2 separate regions of the Mus musculus genome follow, and region 1 is linked to region 2. The links are chromatin contacts, called in public HiChIP or PLAC-seq maps. All regions are on one chromosome and are shown on one strand. The core of a region is the stretch at or near the end of the contact, and the rest is flanking DNA. Distances in the headings are between cores, read along the strand shown.

Region 1 (6,566 bases), core at 414-2,913, 110 kb after region 2:
AAGAACAGGACAAAGTGAATGACTTTGCATAAGGGCTAGCACACACCCCTGCTTCCTTATTAGCTTTGTGAAGGCACCTGAGTTCAAAACAAGAGCTGAAGCTGGAACTTCCCTAAAGCCAACATCTTCTTCTCAGGCGGGATTGCCTCCCACGGTTCTTTAGGCAGTCCAGGCTGGCCTCAAACTCTCGGGTCATCTGAGGGTGTATTTAAGTTTAAAAGCGTCTGGTACTTCTCCCTCGACTTCGAAGATCACAGGTGTAGGCCACCATGCCTGGTTTACGTGTTGCTGGGACCCAGATCCATCACATCCTTGGCATCCTCCAGGGATGTTCAAGATGCTTCTCAGTCTAAAAGTATCCTTAATGCCACAAGATAGAGATATGGAATAGACGCCCCACCCCACCCCACCGCCCAAAGAGGCTTTGAAAATTGAAAGCCAGGCCTGGCCAGGGCCCTCACCGGATGTTCAATGAGCACAGGAGGAAACAAAAGTGCTTGTGTTAACAGAATGTCATTTCCCAACATGAGTCAGGCCCAGCGCTGAGGCAGGGAAAGGAGAGCAAATGCCTTCCCATTCATCACCGCGGACACGGTTATTTTTAGAGCCAACACCAGCTCAGCGCTGGGCTCCAAGGACCCTGCCGTGGAAGGAAACAGGGCTCAGCTGATGATAGAGTTGGTCGGGGGTAGAAAGCATGTATGCATGCAAGCTTGCCTTTGTGTATGCATGTAGAGAACGGGGAAGGCAAGCCTCCCCCTATAGACTGCAATCCCTGGACATAATTCCTTCTGTGACCATGGAGAAAGAGATAGCGCATTTAGGTAATTATTTAAAGAAGTGGCTCCCAACCTAAGAGTTGCAACCCTTTGGGGGGCTGAACGACCCTTTCACAGGGTCACACATCAGATGTCCTGTATATCGGATATTTACATTACAATTCATAACAGTAGAAAAATTATAGTGATAAGGTGGCAACAGAAATAAATTTATGGCTGGGCAGTGGGGGGGGGGGGGGTCACCACTGCATCAGGAGCTGTATTAAAGGATCGCAGCATTAGGAAGGTGGAGAGTGCTGCTCTAAAGTCTTTGACGTTAGTAGTAGGGAAGACTTTCAAGCAGCAGCTGTGAGTGAAGCTGTAAGTGAGAGAGGCCAGGTTTCCAAAGCGGTCCTGAGTCGGGAGGCTGAGTGGTATGGATAGCCAGCTGCCCAATCACCCTCAGGGGCTGGGGCCAGTACGGTCGGATGAGCCCCAACTACTAGTGTGTGCCAACAGGCCCATTCTCTGAAAGGTAAGCCTCGCCTGGAATTAGAAGAGTCCCCTTTTGCAAGGGTCTAGCCCCTCTTTCCTAGGAGCTATAGGAAACGGAAATCCTGAGATTGAACTTGGCTCGGACAGGAGGTTGGACTAAGGGTGTGGTCCCATTCTTTCCAAGTCTCATTGGAAATATCCTTCAGTCCTGCCTGGGCCGATGCTAACGCATCCTAGTTGAAGAGGCATACCTACTCAGCCTGACACAAACACAAAAGCAGCACAGCTTCTGAGGAGGCTGTTTCTTCTAGGAAGCCACAAGGCTTCCTAGACGTTCAAGGTCTATGGGAGTGTGGTTTATACTACACAAGTAGCATTAACTTTTAAGGGCCTCAGAGTTGATTCACTTTCCATTAATAGCTCAACTGCCTCCGAGGCTCTGGCCAATTTTAAAGCTCCTTACGGGCAAGGAAGGTTGAGATGACTTCCTGCATGGTCATTGGATGGATTCCTAAAATCCAAAGCAAGTGGATAGAGCATTCCACAGCACGGTGTCATGACTTCTACCTCCTCCCAGGGAAGCAGAGAGGGATCCTCAGTTACAAAAGAAAGTCTCTGCTGCTGCCCTGATAGCACCTAAGAGACGGAGGGTATTTGAACCCCCCCCCCCAGATAAGAAATAAACAAAAGGTGGGGTGTCAGAGGATGGTTTTGTGCACTGTGTAAAGGCTGTCTTTGTATGATTCAAATGCTGATTTCTCTACTGGCAGAGAGTTAGTCCAGGACAGACTTTGGTATTGTAATTTTTATGAAGCATCACCTGTTTCAGTGTTTAGTAAACATTCTTGTTCATACCTCCTGATTGGTTAATAAAGAGCTGGATCAGAGTAGGGAATAACAGAATAGCAGAAGACAATAGGGCAGGACTTCCTGTTCCAGTTAGGGTGTCCTAAAGGAGACAGACAGGTAGAGAAAGACCACAAGGAATGGAAGATGTGGAGAGACCATGAGGAGTTGCCATGAACAGGTCACCAAGGGAGTTTCCATGGGATACACATGGACCAGAATGAACTAGGGCAAGACTCAGATCGAAGATAAAGGACCGCATGGCTGGGAAAGCAGCAGCCTTGGAGGTCAAAGTGGCTCAGAATCTGCCCAGCTTAGGCTTGCAGCTTAAAAAAATACCAGGTCTCTGTGTCTTTTGGGAAGAGCAAACGTGAGCTAGAGAGGGTGTAGAAACACCCAACAGTTGTTTGAGAACAAAGGAGGCATAGAACCTACCCACCAAGAATTAATTTTATGGGCTGGAGAGATGGCTCAGCAGTTAGGAGCACTGACTGCTCTTCCACAGGTCCTGAGTTCAATTCCCAGTAATCACATGTTAGCTCACAACCATCTGTAATGGGATCCTCATCTGTTGTGTTTGAAGACAGTGACAATATACCCACATACATGAAATAAATCTTGAGAGAGAGAGAGAGAACTACTTTTACAGTGGACTTCTTGTTCATTCAGTTTTGACCCTATCTTTTCTTCTATAGATATCACAGATAAGGACTCTGAGTCAGCATGGAGACCAGGCAATGCACTCAGCTATCTTAAGAACCATCAAGTTCACCTGTACAAAAAGGCAGACAAGCTGTAGAGGAAGTAACAGCACCCAAGAAGCCAAGTGCTTCTACCCCAGCTCTGTGCCTAGTTGGTGATAAATGAGCCACCTACCTGTATACACCAGAAAAGGAATGGCTGGGACAACAGGCTCTTGACATTCCACTGCAAAGCAGCATAAAACAAGTATAAGGAGTGGGGTGAAACATCCAACAAGAATGCCACCTAGGAAAGCCGGCTCTTGGGCTGAGTGTGGGAGTCAGCAAAAAGTTTGTTAATAGCCAACAGATATCCATCTCTCAAAAGCTGAGCACTGAGTAACAAGTCTTCATAAGAACTCTGCATGGTAGGTATCATTTTCCTATTGCAAGATACCAAGCACACTATGTGGCAAAGATAGGCTTAAGCTTCTGTCTTCCTGTGTGCCTTTTGCCACACAGTGTCCTCCCAATGGACTAACAAGAGTAATGAAAGTCTGTTTTCCTTACATCAAGCATCCTTTTTAAAGTCTGTCCCCTGCATGTACTCCTTTTATTTTTTTTTCCTTTTATGACTTTATTTATTATCATGAAAGAGCTACAGTTCTACATCCTTTGAGCTGTACTGGGGGAATTGAAGAACAGTGTGGACAAGTGCCTGGCCCCGTGTGCCACCATTTCCTCTTGTCCAAGTCACCACCAGATGACATCAGTGGCATCAGTCAGTTTCTATGTGCACTGGTGCTTCCAGAAGAGGAGGTGACTCAGATACCAGCCTGCTTCGTTCCATGCATCAAAAACCAGCCAGCTCCCTGCTCCTCTTTCCTCTGAGTTGCTTTGAGCTAGAAGGCCCTGGAAGGGTAGGTCACATGGTTTGTCTATGTACCCCTGGAGGCATGGGGCTACAGCAAGTGCTGGAGCCAATGGCAGGCTCACTCTCTGCTAAAATGACTTTGCTTCCTTTCTCTCTGGCTTTCCCTGCCTTGCTATATGAAGGCGGTTGGCTACCTCCATGTTACCATTGTTCTGGTTCTTGTCTCCTCACTCTAGTCTCCCTCCTTCCTGACTCTTGGTCCATCTCCCTCCGATTTTGGGAAGTTTCTCCCCCTTGTCTTTCCTCTTTGATGACCAGGTCTAAAACTGATGAGACTCGGAGCACTGTCCTTTCCCCACGCACTACAGCTGTCTTTGTGATGCCACGCCACCGTAGCACCAGGTGTGAGAGCTGAGAAACAAGACTTCCCCCTTGATCCCTAACTCTGCCTGGTGTTGAAAAGCTGTCATTAGGAAACTGACTCCCACACTGCAGGTTCTAGGCACAGCCATCAACAAGAGTTCTCCAAGGACGTTGGCCAGAGGGGATGATTGGAAGCTCATATTTCTGCTTTTGTTACCCTCCTCCCAGCTATCTGATATAAGGAAGGCATCTCAGAGCCACTAGGCACTGCCAGCTTTAGCAATCTGGTGTGCTCCTCTTGCTTTCATTTGCAAATGGTCTCCTTCCATTTACAACGAAGTCTACTTTAGAGGACACTTGCAAAGGAGCTCAGCAAAGCCTCAAAGGCTCAGATCAGTTTCCTGTAGGCCTGAGAAATTCCAAGTTGAAAATCAAGGCTGGCATGTTCTCCTGCATGCTCAAAACAACTAAGCTCTCTCTCCCTCCCTCCCTCCATCTCTCTCTCTCTCTCTCTCTCTCTCTCTCTCTCTCTCTCTCTCTCTCTCTCTCTCTCTCTCTCTCTCTCTGTAGGCAATTGAAAGGAAATGCTGGAATAAATATAGGTGGTATCAAGATATATTCATTTCTGGCCTAATGGCCTAATGGCTGCCTACATAATCCCGACACTGTTTTCTTTTTTGTGTCTTGGTTTCCATGTTTATAAAATAGGCTTGTAACAAGAAGAAACCAATACATAATTGGAGAAAGAAAACTCTATGTAAATAATATTTGAGGTCCTCCTGCTGTTCGCTTGACAGCAGTTCACTTGGAAGGTTCAAGATCCTTTTGATCTCAGGCGAGAGGGACCAGCTGCTGAGAGATGAGCCTGATTTAATCCAGAGTGAACCTTCCAGAAGATCTCTGTAGATAATTTGTGATGCTTCTTTGTAGGCTAGGACAAAGGTGGAGAATGATTTGTGGAACTGGTAACACCCATATGGTCTGATGGAGCCGCTGTCTTCCCCGCTTCCTTTGTCTCCTAAGTGATGCTGTTGTTCTAGAGGGTCAAGGAGCTGTGCTTCTGACCCCATCAAGGTCTTCTATTCTGTATGCTTAAGGCAAAAAGGAGAAAGAATGGCTTACTCTGATGCTAAGCAAAATTCAGAGTGGAAAGTATCTATCACAATTCTGAGACTCCTCTTCGGGGGACATTAAGATACTGCCATCCCATAGGGCTGGTGCAAGGGAGGGACTAGTGGAGGATGGGGGCTCCAAACGAACATACCGGACTCCATGCAACTGTCTCCTCCATCCTCCCTCACGTCTCCACAGCCAGATTGGAGCAGCCTGTGGAAAAAATTCCTGTCTATTTTGAGAAACAGATAAAAGCATGCAGATTATGCAGAGCAAATCTCAGCCTGAAAGCAGCTGGAAAAATCTGTTTCTTGCCACTGTCAGTGACCCTGTGACCTTTCCAAGTAATGACATCCCAGCTCATTCCCTCCCTCCTCTCTCCTTCCCAGCACTGACTGACCCGACCCATCTACCGCACATCTGGTCCTTGTCGGCACTGTCAGGCCATTATCCCTCAGACACCGAGCGATAGGCAGTGGAATGGGAGTCGTGCTTGCTTGGATTTTAAAAACAAATTATCAGCCGGTTCAAGGACGGGTCAGTGTTAAATCATGTCTCCCTTGGTCCGGAGTATAAGGGGACATATTTACTATGTTGTGTGTTTTCTATCCTCCACCCATTGTTACTGGGTAGGACATCAGTCTCAGGTAGGCACATGCTTAGACCCACCTTTGGATAGGCAGGAGGCTAGAATTGCCTAAGACAGATGTTTGGTCTCCTGTAAGCACATGGGAGCTGGAGACACTGACTGGATCATCACACTGGAGTTCTGGTGCAGGAGGGATTATCTCTAGTTTTAGAGAAAGTCTGCCGAGGACCAGCTCCATCATCCAGGATGCTCCTCTTTGCAATGTCATGTTCTTCGTACACAATGGTAAACACAATAAAACAGGATTATGCCCAATACATGCGGGAGCCAATGTCAGCAAGCACACCCTTGGATGTCTACAGCTAGCTGCTCATCTGGGAGGCGTTGCAGGCGCCACGGCACCAAAACCCTCCCCGAGTCTCCCCCACTCTCCACCTTCAGGCAGTGGGTTTGCCATTCAAATAGGAGTCAAAATACATCTAACTTCCAAAGGGGTCGGAGGCAATAGCTCTTCACAGAAGGATGGGGTGGGTCTCCTTTTGTCCCTGGCTTCCTCATCCATGGACCGAAAGCCTTTATAAGATGGAAGGAGGACATCTGTCAAGCAGGGGCATGGATATAGTCCTTGCAGCAAAGAGAGGTGCAAGAGAGGAGATACAGCCTGTAGGAAGGGAGCTGGGCACAACTGCAGATAGGATTTGATGAAGGTTCTTAGGGGATCTTGCCAAGCCCCCACCAAGGTTCAAGGACAATGTTTCTCTTTCCCAACTTTCACATAGAAGGCATCGTCTCTGAGATAAGAACTAAGGATCAAAGTGGAGAATGGTTCTGGTGTTTAAGAAAAAGCA
Region 2 (6,190 bases), core at 2,330-4,829:
GTCTTAGGTGTTGCTGGTGGGAGAGAGAATTTCTGGCACATGCACTGCTCTTGCCGGCCCCAGTTCATAATCTGCCATGGATAATCATTGTTTATCAATGCTGGAAAAAATGACTACAATTACATTGCACACATCAACACAAAGGGAAAAGAAAAGTGCTGGTGGAATGTCTGAGTCACCCTGTGGAGTCTTTAAATTACATTCACTGTGGCCCTCTCCTTCCTGTATCCTTGCCCTGCAGGGGGAAGGGCAGGGCTGAGTGTCTGCTGCTTGCCAGCTTGGCCAGCCTGGCCAGCCTGGCCAGCCTGGCAGGCCACCCCATGCAGACCACACAAGACTCACTTTGCATCTTAAAACGACCCATGCAGAACTATCAGAGGGACCTGAGGGGACTGGAGAACCATCCTTTGATAGCCAGTGACATTATATTCAGAGATAAACTGGAGACGTGGGCATGTCATTCACACATACATGAAAGCCCTGCACAATGAGAGGACATAGAAGTCAACAAGGAGACACTGCTGTCACATGAAATGGCACCATCACTGTTGTATGCCTGTTGGAAAAAGAGTCGATTGGGCTAGGGAGATGGCTTGGGTGATAGAGTCCTTGTTACATAAACATGAAGACTTTTATCCCATAGCTGCAGAGCCCATACACAAAAGGCTGAGTACCCAGGTCTGAGAAGGTTGAACCAGGAGGATCCCTGGAGTTTGCTGGCTGGCTTTCCTTGCCACACTAGTGAGCTCCAGGTTCAGTGAGAGACTCTGACTCAAAACAAATAAAAGTACCAGATATTTATCTCCAGCCTCCACATGCATATTACACGCGCGCCCGCGCGCGCGCACACGCACGCACACACACACACACACACACACACACACACACACACTCTCTCTCTCTCTCTGTTTCACTAAGAATAATATGGGAAGATGCTGACAATACAGGGTACCCTCCCTCCCAGGGTAGCGATGTACCTGTTAAGCCACCAGATTTATGCATTCTACTATATCATCTGAGGCAATCCACAAGGCCCCAGGCACCTGAACACTGGGCAGATATTAAAAAGCTGATCGCTAAGGTCACATTGTAAATGCACAAGGAATTTTAAAGCATTTGGGGCTTGGACTTGAAGCCACTTGAGAACCCAATGGAACCTATAGACATCTTCTCCACGGATGCCAACAGGTTGATTACAGATTTCGGTCATGGGATGGGAAATTGGAACATTACACTAGACACACTTGCTGTCTGAGAAGACCTTTGGTTCCTGGACACTTTTGTCACACCTTACACTTTCTGTGAGTCTCTAAAATTTGATCTTTGAAAACTGGTGGGTGCTTGGAAAAATAAGAAGCAGTTCACATACTCAGGCCAGTGGGTTCTTGTCCCAGGTCAGAGGTACCACATTCCTTCCCCAGAGCTTCTCTTTCCCAGTCCAGAAAACTGGACCAGGCTAAGCTCAGAACAAGTGCCTATGATTGGGGCTTGGCGGGAACTTGGCCTCTTGTGAGTCTATCTTTTCTATCAACAGCACAACTAACTATCTTAGATCTCTCAGCCAAGACCATAATCCCTGGTCCCCAAAGGGAATCCTTTCAGAGAGCAAGGAACAACAGGCTTTCAGGGTGAACATGGGCACGGCTCTGTGATGCCATCAACCATTCGTTCTTGAACTTGGTCATCAAGTCTTTGGCTGGAGCAGGCGGTGAGCAACAGGTCTGGGCCAGAACAGGCTGTGTTTACACAGCACCTTTATGCCTGCCAATCTGCCTGCGAACTTTGGAACACTCGTCCACCATAGCAATACAGTAATTATCAATGATGACTGGTTTGCCTTTTACCCCATATAAAATAGTTATGCAGATACTTTTTTATTGTGGAAAACACACGTAAAGTCTACCAGCTTAACTGTTTTAAGTGTATGATTCAGTGGCTTCGAGTACATTGATAATATTGTGCAAACGTCACACCTATCTGTTTCTAGAACATTCTTATTAGAAACAGAATCACAGCTACTGTCTGTCTCTATGAACTTGCCTATTCTAGGGGCCTCTACAAGTGAAGCCACATATCTTCTGTCCTTGTTATCAATGGACAAATGCAGGATAATGTGTTTTGGTGCTTTTGTGCCGTGTTCCAGCTCATAGCATAATTCATTCATTTTTATTGCTGAATAATATCCCATTGTATGGATATTTAAGGTTTTATTTACTCCTTCCAAGATACTGATAGGCATGAATGTTAATGTACAAGTATCTGGCTAAATCTTGCTTTTAATTCTGTCCCTGCTTTTAATTCCCAAACTAGGACACTGGAGTCAGCACAAGAATCCACAATCAAGAGCCAGTGGGTGACTTGGCCTCTAGTAGAATGGAATTATCGAACTATGTAGTAACTAGAGATAAAGTAGAGGGAGATTGGCCACTTCTGGGAGACCCTCCTGCTTCAGTGTCCTGGATGCCCCAAACCCAGACTCCCTGATCTTTTAGATCTGTGTATCCAGGTGTCAGCTAATCACTCACATGGGTCAGAAGTACTAAAGACTCAACATGTCCAAACTTAAATTCGTGGTTGGAACCCACAAGTGGTATTTCTCCAGGATTTTGTCTGTTCCCAAACTGAGTGTGTGTGAGTGAGTGTGTGTGAGTGTGTGAGTGTGTATTGTATGTGTATGAGTATATGCAAGTGTGTGTATGAGTGTGAGTGTGTGAGCATGTGTGAGTGTGTATGTGTGTATATGAGTGTGTGTGAGTGTGTATGAGTATGTGTGTATGTGTGCATGAATGTGTGTGAGTGTGTATGAGTGTGAATGTGTGAGCATGTGTCTGAGTGTGTAAGCTTGTATGTATATGTGTGTGTGAATGTATGTGCAAGTGAGTGTGTGTGTATGTGTGTGTGTGTGTGTATGTATGAGTGTGAGTGTGTGTGTGTAGGTTAGTGTGTGTGTGTGTGTGTGTGTGTGTGTGTGTGTGTGTGTGTGTGTGTGGCAGAACTCTTCTTGGTTCCATTCTACCCCCTCAAACCTCCATCCTTTCCTCTTCTCTAGTACATTACTCTAGGTCAAGACATTGTCCAGGGTACAGACATATTCTCTTTGTCCTCTTTTCCCCCTTCTATTTCCTCCTCTTTGTTTTCTTCCTCACCCCTCCCTCCCTCCCCTCCCCTCCTTTATCTCCCCCTCCTTCTTAGCAATGCCCTTCTTACTAACTCAAGGTTTGTGGTTTGTGTTGTGCACGTATGTCTCCTGTGGATCTTTAAATAATTCCCACTCCTTAAGCTGTGCCTCAAACTAAGGGAAACAGGACTTCTGGGAGTGGGCTCCAGACAGCCTTACTAATCTCTGCAGGCAACTCCAACCTGCACCTATGGCTGGGACCCTTGATCTAACTAGTCTAACTCTGTCCCTTTGTCTCCTTAACAGCTAGATGAGATACTTTTCCTAAAACACACCTCACTCACTGGTTGCTACCACAAAGCTGCCTCAGCTTCCAATCTCCCTGCCTTACTCTGCCCATCTCCTGCCAACCCAGGGTTCTATCTACCTCAAATTCCTCCCTGATGAGCTGGAAGCGGCGTTCCTGCCTCAGAAACCTCACATGTGCCTTCCTGTCTCCTGAATGCCTTGCCGTTGTAGTGTCCCTCAGTCTTGGGAGTAAGCTCAGACAGGCTTTTCCTGATCTGTCTCAGTGTTCCCCTCTCCTCCACTCATGCCCACAGTCCCTTCTCCTTCACCGAATGCTGTATTGAGAATGTACAGTCTCGAAAAGTCATAGGCTTTTGTTCATCTAGCTGCTGCTTTTCTAATAGAGAGGGAGAGAAATCATCTCTCATGGGGTTGTCCTCATACCCCAAAACTTGGCACACCTCCCCTTCCTTACCTGGAACCTACCAACTCTGCCTATTATCTCTTTACTGGTTCACCACCATCCTCCCCTGCTCCCCAAGTCTTACTGATTCTTCACAACCCAGTTTTAAAAGTCCCACTCCATAACTCCCTTAGGCAGTGCCAGTTTTCCTTGTTGGAAAGCAGATAGCTGGTTCCCTTCTGGCTTTCTAGTGGCTTGCTTACGGACCCCATGCTGCTGCTGCACTTCGTGATCAACAATCTCCTAGAGTTAGTAACTTGCTTGCTGGATGAATGAACACATGAACCAGCTCATGGGGATTGAATTACTTAATTGTGCCTCTGCAGTAAGGAACACACACAGAGAGATCACTCTAGAGCAGTGGTCCTCAACCTTCCTAATGCTGTGTGACCCTTTAACACATGTGTGGTGACTCCCAACCATAAAAATTATTTTGCTGCTACTTCATAACTACAAGTTTGCTTTTGTTATGAATCATAATGTAAACATACAACATGCAGGATATCTGACACTCCTGTGAAAGAGCTTTTCGACCTCCAAGTTCCCTCTGGCTACAGCATTTGTATTTTTACCTCTGGAACTTTCTAGTCAGCTCTGGAGCAGTTCGAGGCAGGCCCTGGAAAACGATTTATGTGGAGAAGGCTGTGGGATCCTCTGCTCCCAAAGGAAGGAAGTACATTCATGCTGATTCCCTGGTACCACCGTTGTATCTTTAGTCTGGAGCAGTCTGACTACCTTGAAGCCCCCACTGGAAGTCCTTGCTCAAGCCAAAGGCTCCCCTTCCAGACCTGGAGTCACAGGTAGAAAGTGCTAACGAGATCCTGTGAGAAGATCTGGATTGTGGATGAGACATAGAAAGGGATGCTTACTGCAGAGTACCTCAAAGAGGAGCTCCTAGCATTTTTCACATCCTTCAGGTTGACCACAAAGCCTCCCAGCCCTAAAGCGCTCAGCTGAGAAAGAGTCCACAGCCCCGGCACTACCGCAACACACCAGAGGGGCCCAGGTGATGCAAGTGGGCAGAAGGCCCACTGTGTTGGTTCACCTCTACTGACCAAGTGGAGAGCAGCAGGGTGGGCAGGTGGGGATGGGCCAGGGGAAGCCTTCAGGGGTGTGTGTGGGTGGAGGGCTCCCTGGGCACAGCCTCACTCTGCCATCAGACTCACTTTCTCATCCCATGATCAACCCTACCACCTGCGTAGCAAGAGAGGTATAGGGGGCTGCAGGGAAGTGCACTGAAAAGTTTCTATTAGGAGAAGGGCCAGGAGTACAATGGATGCACAAAGCTATTTTCTAGTTTAGGGAGGTGTGGCCCAGGTGATACCATGGGCATTAAGATGCCCACTGTCAGGAAAGGATGGAGAGCGGGCTTGTAGGTGTGGTGCCTTCTAGGTCCTCCTTTCAGCCCCATGGTTTAGGGACCATTGGCTCCTGGCTGTGTCCCAGACACTTATAAACCAAAGCCTCTCTAATCGCAATGGGCACAGACTGTCTGTCACTCCAGACCAGCCATTCTCCATCTGTGTTCAACAACTCCTTGATGAATGACCCTTTCACAGGAGTCTCCTTAGAGCATTGGATGGCACAGCTATTTACATTACGAGTATGAAGTAGCAACAAAAATAATTTTATAGTTGGGGTCACCACCACATGAGGAACTGCACTGAAGGGTCACACAGCATTAGGAAGGTTGAGAACCGCTGGTCCAGACCCACCCACAAACCCACTTCCTCTTTCAGGCTGCCCTGCAGCCTCTGAGGTTTGAATTGATCTGAGAGTCAAAAGGCCCATATAGCATCTTGGAAGATGGCTCTAGAGGATCAAGCTATCAGAACATTTGATGTAGGCTGCACCTAGTTGGTCTTACATACCAATGTTGACTCTCCTGGCTTCCTACCTCACTCCTTACATCCTCTGCTCTTGCTTTCCATGATGAAACCTTAGTAAAGCGGTGGCAGATTGGCAGCATGTGCCACGTGGAACACAAACATGCCAATTATGCTAAGGCTGAAGAGTATGGATTTTGTTCTGTGACTAAGGGAAGCTGTGATGTTATGATTCCACTCCCAGCTGGACAGAGGGTAGAGGAAAAAACACAAGCTCAAGGCATAAAGTCTTGAGGCACGGCAGAGGGTCTGGGTGGTGGCTCAGGTACTGGTTTGGAAAGAACAGGGCTGCTCAGGCAACTTTGGGGTACCACTAGTCTATTGGGCTTGGGGGACCTGATCTTTTTTGAAAGAAAGAGTAGGCTAGAATCCTCTGTCCCTCTGCTGTGACACCTCATCCTCTACATTCCTGTTCTGTCTGGAGAAGTCCCTCTG

The links. HiChIP or PLAC-seq counts read pairs in DNA pulled down with a chosen protein or histone mark.
Region 1: an H3K27ac HiChIP or PLAC-seq map of embryonic fibroblasts shows a contact between it and region 2, with 19 read pairs. The contact joins two enhancer-like sites. A contact is called at or near these places in 1 of 15 datasets of contacts at CTCF or cohesin (the NIH/3T3 cell line), 5 of 484 Hi-C or Micro-C datasets (the HL-1 cell line, double positive thymocytes, embryonic fibroblasts and 2 more) and 4 of 115 datasets of contacts at active chromatin or transcription factors (the NIH/3T3 cell line, double positive thymocytes, embryonic fibroblasts and 1 more).

The regions. Positions count from the first base shown.
Region 1 is chr17:73,067,073-73,073,638 of GRCm38.p6, forward strand. It overlaps Gm41616 (a long non-coding RNA gene), which reads right to left. Exons shown (of 4, transcript XR_876944.3): 3 at 5,281-5,342; 4 at 4,705-5,107. Among named protein-coding and RNA genes, the nearest start is that of Gm41616, 14 kb to the right of the region's middle. Within about 2 kb of position 1,664, at least 84 of the 459 cell types and tissues checked have an H3K27ac peak or open chromatin away from gene starts, as enhancers often do. A contact at or near this core is called in the HL-1 cell line, the NIH/3T3 cell line, embryonic fibroblasts and 1 more, where this site is marked.
Region 2 is chr17:72,955,507-72,961,696 of GRCm38.p6, forward strand. No RefSeq gene overlaps it. Among named protein-coding and RNA genes, the nearest start is that of Gm23649, 29 kb to the right of the region's middle. Within about 2 kb of position 3,580, at least 42 of the 459 cell types and tissues checked have an H3K27ac peak or open chromatin away from gene starts, as enhancers often do. A contact at or near this core is called in the HL-1 cell line, the NIH/3T3 cell line, embryonic fibroblasts and 1 more, where this site is marked.